Regions from separate parts of the Triticum aestivum genome. Here region 1 is linked to region 2. Evidence: chromatin contacts called from public Hi-C data. All regions are on one chromosome and are shown on one strand. Each heading gives the region's core, a stretch centred on a gene start, on an enhancer-like site or on the middle of the called end of the contact. The rest is flanking DNA. Distances are from core to core; before and after follow the strand shown.

What was found. A called contact is a pair of places that touch in the nucleus more often than the background predicts.
Region 1: a Hi-C map of an unstated tissue shows a contact between it and region 2, with 10 times the contacts expected there. The contact joins the enhancer-like site here to the promoter of LOC778383 in region 2. A contact is called at or near these places in 4 of 5 Hi-C or Micro-C datasets (leaf, root and an unstated tissue).

Annotation. Positions count from the first base shown.
Region 1 is chr5A:318,062,944-318,066,964 of IWGSC CS RefSeq v2.1, reverse strand. No RefSeq gene overlaps it. Among protein-coding and RNA genes, the nearest start is that of LOC123103129, 170 kb to the left of the region's middle. Within about 2 kb of position 2,459, at least 1 of the 8 cell types and tissues checked has an H3K27ac peak or open chromatin away from gene starts, as enhancers often do. A contact at or near this core is called in root, where this site is marked.
Region 2 is chr5A:317,796,343-317,799,967 of IWGSC CS RefSeq v2.1, reverse strand. It overlaps LOC778383 (NAC domain-containing protein 1), which reads left to right and starts at 1,747. Exons shown (of 3, transcript XM_044524623.1): 1 at 1,747-2,081; 2 at 2,181-2,470; 3 at 2,655-3,493. The coding sequence starts at 1,904. The coding sequence ends at 3,266.

The DNA.
Region 1 (4,021 bases), core at 1,210-3,709, 270 kb before region 2:
GTTGGTGGACTTCAGTACTTGACGATCACGAGACCAGATATCTCTTATGCTGTTAACAGGGTTTGTCAGTATCTTCAGGCTCCCAGAGATACTCATTGGGCTGCTGTTAAACGCATTCTTCGTTATGTTCAGTTCACCCTGACATTTGGTATGCATATTCGGCCGACTTCCTCTCGGGTCCTTTCGGCCTTCTCTGATGCAGATTGGGCTGGTAGCCCAGATGACAGGCGATCCACGGGGGGTTATGCAGTATTCTTTGGCTCTAATTTGATCGCCTGGAGTGCTCGGAAACAGGCTACTGTGTCACGTAGCAGTACTGAAGCTGAGTACAAGGCTGTGGCTAATGCTACTGCAGAGATTATTTGGGTGCAGTCTTTGCTTCAGGAGTTGGGTTTGTCTCAACCACAGCCTCCTATTCTTTGGTGTGATAACATCGGTGCTACATACCTTTCTGCAAATCCAGTATTTCATGCCCGAATGAAACACATTGAAGTTGACTATCACTTTGTACGGGAACGTGTATCACAGAAGCAACTCCAGATCAAGTTTATCTCATCTAAGGATCAACTTGCAGACATCTTCACTAAGCCTTTACCGCTGCCACAGTTTGAGGCTTGTAGGCGCAATCTTACCCTTCTCAGTTCTTTAGAAAGTGGCTAAGATTGAGGGAGGGTGTTAGACTATGTATAGCTTCTCTACCTATGTACGTATATGGTACATATTGTAACACAACCATTATATATAATGAGATAAGCCACCCCTAGAGGGTTGTGCTGGTTCCCCAAAACTTATTGTCTTACAGTTTATATTGTTTTAGGACCTTCTAGAGCGTCCCTAAATCAGGTTTTCTATAGATTTTTGAATTGGCAGCATACCATAGGTATTTCTCTTATTTTCCTCTTTCCTTTTTTTATTTTTATTTTATCCTTTTTTAGTTCACAAATTTAAATAAGGTTAAAAATCTTAAAAGTTTGTTTGGAATTTCAAAAATTGTTCATATTTTTCCAAAGAATTATTCAAATTTGCAAAAAGGATCACATTTTTGTAAAATGCTCCTATTTTTAGTTTTGTTTGGATTTTTCAAAAATTGTTCGCAATGTTTAAGAATTATTGTAAAATTTGAAAACCACACAGCACTTTAAAAACATTTCGAATATTTTAATTTTTTGTTCCCAATTTCGGAGAAATTTTCAAGAAATCCTACGAAAATTCCTCACATTTTAGTGAAAAATGCTTGAAATTTGGAAATTTTGCTAATGTTTGGAAAAATATTGGCAACTTAAAAAATGGCCGCGTTTTCAAGTAATGCTCACTTTCTAAAAAGTTGTTCACATTTTTTGACCATCCTACAGTAATCACCTGCTATCATGAACAAAAACTGCTAGAGTAACCGTGCAATGGCTGCGCGCTCAGTGAGACCTCTTGTGCGTGGCTCCGGCAATTTGTCGTGGAGGGGCGCCCCTACATCTCGATTTTGAGTCCTGCTTTTGACTCGGTGATGGGGCGAGCGAGATGAGCCGGCCCGCGCGCGTGACAGGTCCTAACCTCTTTTTCTATTTTTCTTATATTTTAAGTTTTTGTTTTTGCTTTATTTTTATACTTCTATATATATTTTAAAATATTCTCTCTCTCTATCTCTCTTGATAAAAATAAAGGCTCTACAAAATACAACAAAAAAATGTTGAACGAGCATTTGAAAAATGTTGAACGTGTATAGAGAAAATGTTGATCGTGTTTTAGAAAAATGAAGAATTTTTTTTATCATGTAAATAAAAAATTTAGACGGGAATTTTAAAAAGTGAATAAGTATTTCGAAAAGGTTAATAAAGCATTTCTGAAATGTTTAAATGTGTATAAACAATGTTGACCATGTATTATAAAAATTATGACTTTTTATCATGTATGTAAAACAGTTAATCAAGTGTTTGAAGAAATGTTGACCATGTATTAAAAAATATTAATATTTTTAATGAAAAAGTTAATCAAGCATTTAAATAATTTATGGAAAAATGTGGACCATGTCTTAAAAATGTTAATCTTATGAATTAAAATGTTAATCAAACATTTAAAATTGTTAAACTATGTATATAAATATTGAGCACATATTAAAGAAATTTGAATTTGTATTGTAAATATGTTGAACATGTCAAATCTTATTGACATATATAAAATAATGTAAAAATGAAAACCCAAAAAAGAAACAAAAAAACAAGAAAAGAAAAAGCAAAAGCAAAAAATAAACAAAACGAACCAAAGAATAAATAAATTTAAAAATAAAACTAAAGAAACAAATGCAAAAAGAATGAAAAAAGAAGGACGCCCGCACTACTAGCTGTGAACACCAGGTGGCCGTAGTGGCTAGTAGCACCAGTCTTCTTGGCAGGTTGATGGATCGGCCCAGTTGCCTGCACGAGAAAAGAGTTCCAGCAACTTCCATCTCGCTTGATGCGAGACATAGCTCTCGTGGTCGCAGAACTCCTATTTAGTGCATAAGGCAGGGCAGGTGTAGCGCCTAGTTTATTTCTCTTGCTATGCGGAGCACCTAGTTTATTTCTCTTGCTCTTTTTTTGCTTCATAGAAAAATGCTTGGGATTTCCAAAAAATATATAGAACATGTTCTTAAAAGTTTGCAAAATGATCACAAATTTTAAAATGTTTGGAATTCAAAAAATATTTCTTACTTTGAAAAAATTCAAGAATTTTGAAACATTGTTCTGAGATTTAAAAATGCTTTAAAATTCAATTTTTTTACGAAGTTGAGAAATGCCCTCTGATTTAAAAAAAAATTCATAAATTGGAAAACATTCCTAGATTCCAAAAAATGTTCTTCAGTCTTAAAAATGTCTTGAATTTGGTAATTGTTCCCTTAACAATCTAAAAATCTTCCAAATTTTCCAAAACAAATGTTCAAGAATGTGAAAAATATTCCCAGATTTCATTTTTATCTTGAATTTGAAAATTGTTCCTGTATTTCAAAAAAATGTTCACGTATTATATTTTCTGTATCTATAAAATTGGGCTTGATTTTGAAAAAAGTTCACAAAAACAGTCCACGAATTTGGAAAAAATATTTGTGCCTTTAAAAAATCATGAATTTGAAAAAAAAGCCATGAATTTGGAAAAAAATCAAGAATTAGAGAAAGTTCATGTGTTTGAAAAATAAGAAAGGAAAAAAGATGGGAAAAGAGAAATGGAAAAAGAAAAAAGAAAGGAAAAACAAAACATGAAGCAATGAAAAACTAGTTCAGGGAGGAAAATCAAATTGGGTTGGCCCATATAGGACAGACGGTGTTGCGAGTGCACAGGGAGTGCTTATTTTTGCCGCTCGCGTGCGGCAAATCATCGAGCCTTCGCTGAAGGAGCGTGAATACGGGCCGGTCCATTCGCAGGCACGAATGTAATATAAGTAAAAAAGAAAGGGAATAGGTGGGGTCAAGCCCGACACACCTCTCCCAATTTAGACCTGTTAGCCTTTGCAATGTGCTCTATAAAATTGCCTCAAAAGTCATAGCTAATAGGCTGAAGGTCATACTCCCTGACATTATTTCTGAAGAACAGTCAGCGTTCGTTCCCGATAGATTAATATCAGATAACATTATTTGTGCATATGAGTGTTTGCATTTCATGAAGAGGAACCGATCAAAACCAATAGCAGTTGTGCACTGAAACTTGATATGATGAAAGCGTATGATCGCTTGGAGTGGGATTATCTTCAGGCCATAATGCTTAAGCTAGGCTTCTCGTCTGGCTGGATGGACATTGTCATGGGGATGGTTAAATCAGTATCATTTTCTACGTTGTTGAATGGTGAAAAGCTAGAGCATTTTAAACCCTCGAGGGGTATTCGACAGGGAGATCTGATCTCCTCCTACCTTTTCTTACTTGCAGCAGAGGGCCTGTCGTGCCTTTTGAAGTCCAGTTCTCAGTCGTCAGCGTTTGGTGGCATCAAGGTGGCCCCTACAGCCCCAACTGTTAGCCATCTTTTGTTTGCAGACGATAGCCTGTTGCTTTTTTAGTCAAG
Region 2 (3,625 bases), core at 498-2,997:
CATCATTCGAAGAGGTGAGATGCCATGTCAGTTTGTGACCCTAGAACCACATGCACATGTGGTGGCCATCCCATCAGGCTTCGGTCGCACAATTGCCCCAATGGTCATTGGCCGCCATGTGACTTCAGCCCAAAGGAAGGACAAGAGAGGAGAGAGTGTTAGAGGAGGAGGGATTGCGGAGGCCAGGTGTCGCCAGCGGGAAAACCCGAGGGAGGGGGAGGGGTGATGGTGGGAGTCACCTCGTAATTGTTGGAAGTGATGCACTAGAGTTTTCTGTTGTTCTGAAGCGATGACCCTTGTATAATTAGGCCGATACTTAAATTGTTTTCATTCACATATGTGCAAGACGGTAAGGAATGGCACGTGTTTGTAAGGAATGGCATGTGTTTGTCATGCGGTAGTATGAGATGAAGTCTTACATCAGCTTTGGTATTACCTTCAATCGATTTCAATATCGTTGAAACGGATGTATCTAGATGCACTTTAATATGAGATATACATAGAGTATTAATTATTAGCTCGTGTACGCGGACCCCGTACGGCCAGCACCGCATTCTCCCTTATCTGAAGTTCTCCATATGCACGCCCCCACGAGCCAGGATGCCATGCTATAGCTATGGTCCGGTCGGTGGCACATGAAATCCACGAGATGGACCCGGCCATAAATCAACCCAAACAGTATTATTAAAAAAATCAAACAATGAGCGAACGAAGGAAGGAGGCAGCGGGCGGGCAGAGAGACAGAGGCAGGCACGAGCTGGCCACGAGCCCGCAAGACGCCAAAGGGCGCATATCATTGGCGGCAACCACAAGGCGGACAGGTGTCGCAGCCGGTGTCGTCCTCACCATTCCTGCTTGCTACTACTGCTAACCAAAAGAAAAGAAGAGAAGAGAGAAAAAAAAAAGTCTGTTCTTTTGCGTTGGTTATCCACGACTCGTTCGTCCCCCCTCCACACACGACGTGGAGCCACGCCGATGATTAGCTCACCCGTACGCACACAGGGGCAGATTAGCCATTTGCCCGTCTCACCTTCACCGCGGCGAGAAACTTGTGCACTTGATCGCGCTCGCACGTGTCCGCCTGTGTTTTGCGCTCCACGCATTAATTCTGGTGTGAATCTAGGCTTGTCTAGTAGTAGTCTTTGGGGTGTTTGTTTTCAGGGATATTTTTTGTAGGGCCTAAAAAAAGCCTTTTTTAGAGACTTTTTTATCAAACAGAGAGACTTTTTACGAAGTAAACTAGTTATTTAGGACTAAATGAAGAAGACCCTCAAAGAAAGTCTTTTGAGGACTTTTCCAACAATGCCCCTCCATGAACCTATTGGCCCGCCATCCCATGGTGTTATTTAATTATTATTTTTCTGTATATTATGGGCAACATGGTCATTTAATAACCTCTAGAAAGGGACTATAAACTTTTTAGTCTATGAAAAAACAGGGAGACTTTTAGGGACTAGGGACTTTTTAGTTGAGACTAGGAAAAGTTTTAGGACTAGAGAACCAAACACCACCTTAGTTTTGCCCTTGTAAGGCAGAATATAACTACACTCCACTGATGCAAGAAGTTCATTAGCCTTGGTATTTGAAAAGATATGTACGTGTTGACGTAAATAAACTAAGTAATTAGTTGCCGATTCTGCCCCTCGCGATCCTGATCCACCCACCACCCCGCTGCTGACTCGCAAGCGGACAAGGCATGGCAGCTATAAATCGGCACCCCACTCCCTGCATCTGAAAAATTTCAAGCCTCCCTCCCATCAACACCACACCACACAGCATTTCATATGCAGTAGTAGCCATCTTCTCCACCTCCTCCTCCCGCCTTCCAGCTAGCCACCTAGCTCACTATCACATCATCCACACCAACTCATATTGATTCCGTTCCCACCTGCTCACCGTCGCCATGCCAATGGGCAGCAGCAGCGCCGCCATGCCCGCCCTCCCTCCCGGCTTCCGGTTCCACCCCACCGACGAGGAGCTCATCGTCCACTACCTCGGCAGGCAGGCCGCGTCCATGCCCAGCCCCGTGCCCATCATCGCCGAGGTCAACATCTACAAGTGCAACCCATGGGACCTCCCCGGTACATACATGACTAACTAATCAACAGCATCCATCGATTAATCAACTCCAGCTCTGCTCTAATTACTGGAGTATTAATTTTCTTGTTTGAACTTTGCAGGCAAGGCCTTGTTCGGGGAGAATGAGTGGTACTTCTTCAGCCCCCGGGATCGCAAGTACCCCAACGGCGCGCGCCCCAACCGCGCCGCCGGGTCCGGCTACTGGAAGGCCACCGGCACCGACAAGGCCATCCTGTCCACGCCGGCCAACGAGAGCATCGGCGTCAAGAAGGCGCTCGTCTTCTACCGGGGCAAGCCGCCCAAGGGCGTCAAGACCGACTGGATCATGCACGAGTACCGCCTCACCGCCGCCGACAACCGGACCACCAAGCGCAGAGGATCCTCCATGAGGGTGAGCATTTTTTTTTCTTCTTCGCTTATTTATTTATTTATTATCTACTGTATTTTCTTCACTTTGGTAAGAGCAGTTGCTTGTACCATAAGCTACTACAACTTACTCGACTTAATTGTTTGCATTTGAAATGTTTGTTTAATCAGCGAATTAATCCGGGATTTTTATTTATTTGTTCGAGCAGCTGGATGACTGGGTGCTGTGTAGGATCCACAAGAAGTGCAACAACTTGCACAACTTCTCCTCCTCTGACCAGGAACAGGAGCACGAGCAGGAGAGCTCCACCACCGTGGAGGACTCGCACAACAACCACACCGTGTCGTCGCCCAAGTCGGAGGCCTTCGACGGCGACGGCGACGACCAGCTGCAGCTGCAGCAGTTCCGCCCCATGGCGATCGCCAAGTCGTGCTCCCTCACCGACCTGCTCAACACCGTCGACTACGCCGCGCTCTCGCACCTCCTCCTCGACGGCGCCGGCGCCGGCGCCTCGTCGTCGGACGCCGGAGCAGACTACCAGCTGCCGCCGGAAAACCCGCTCATCTACTCGCAGCCTCCATGGCAACAAACGCTACACTATAATAACAATAACAATGGCTACGTGAACATCGACACCATCGACGTGCCTCAGATACCCGAGGCCCGTGTAGATGACTACGGCATGAATGGCGATAGGTACAACGGCATGAAGAGGAAGAGGTCCAGCGGCAGTTTGTACTGCAGCCAGCTGCAGCTCCCGGCGGATCAGTACAGCGGCATGCTGATCCATCCGTTCCTCAGCCAGCAGCTGCACATGTGAAGAACCAGAGAGCTTGGATCGAAGAGATCATCGTTGTTCCATTTGAACTTGCTGTAGATCGAGGAGATCGCCCGTTGTGGCAGATAGGCAGGGATCTAGCTTGCTTGCTGCGTCGTGAACTCCCAACCGATAAGAACGGACAAATTTCAGAATTCTTGGTGTAGCACAAAAGCTGTAAATTACGGGGTTTATTGTGAAATAAATTAATCCAGTATTGTTACAAGATACTCCTACATGTGATGATCATCATATATCCTAGGGTTCTTAGTTAATTCCAGAATGCAAAACCAACGACGCATCCATTCCATGGCCGACACACGCAGCCGGACTTGTTAATTAACTGCTGGCGTACCCAGCAC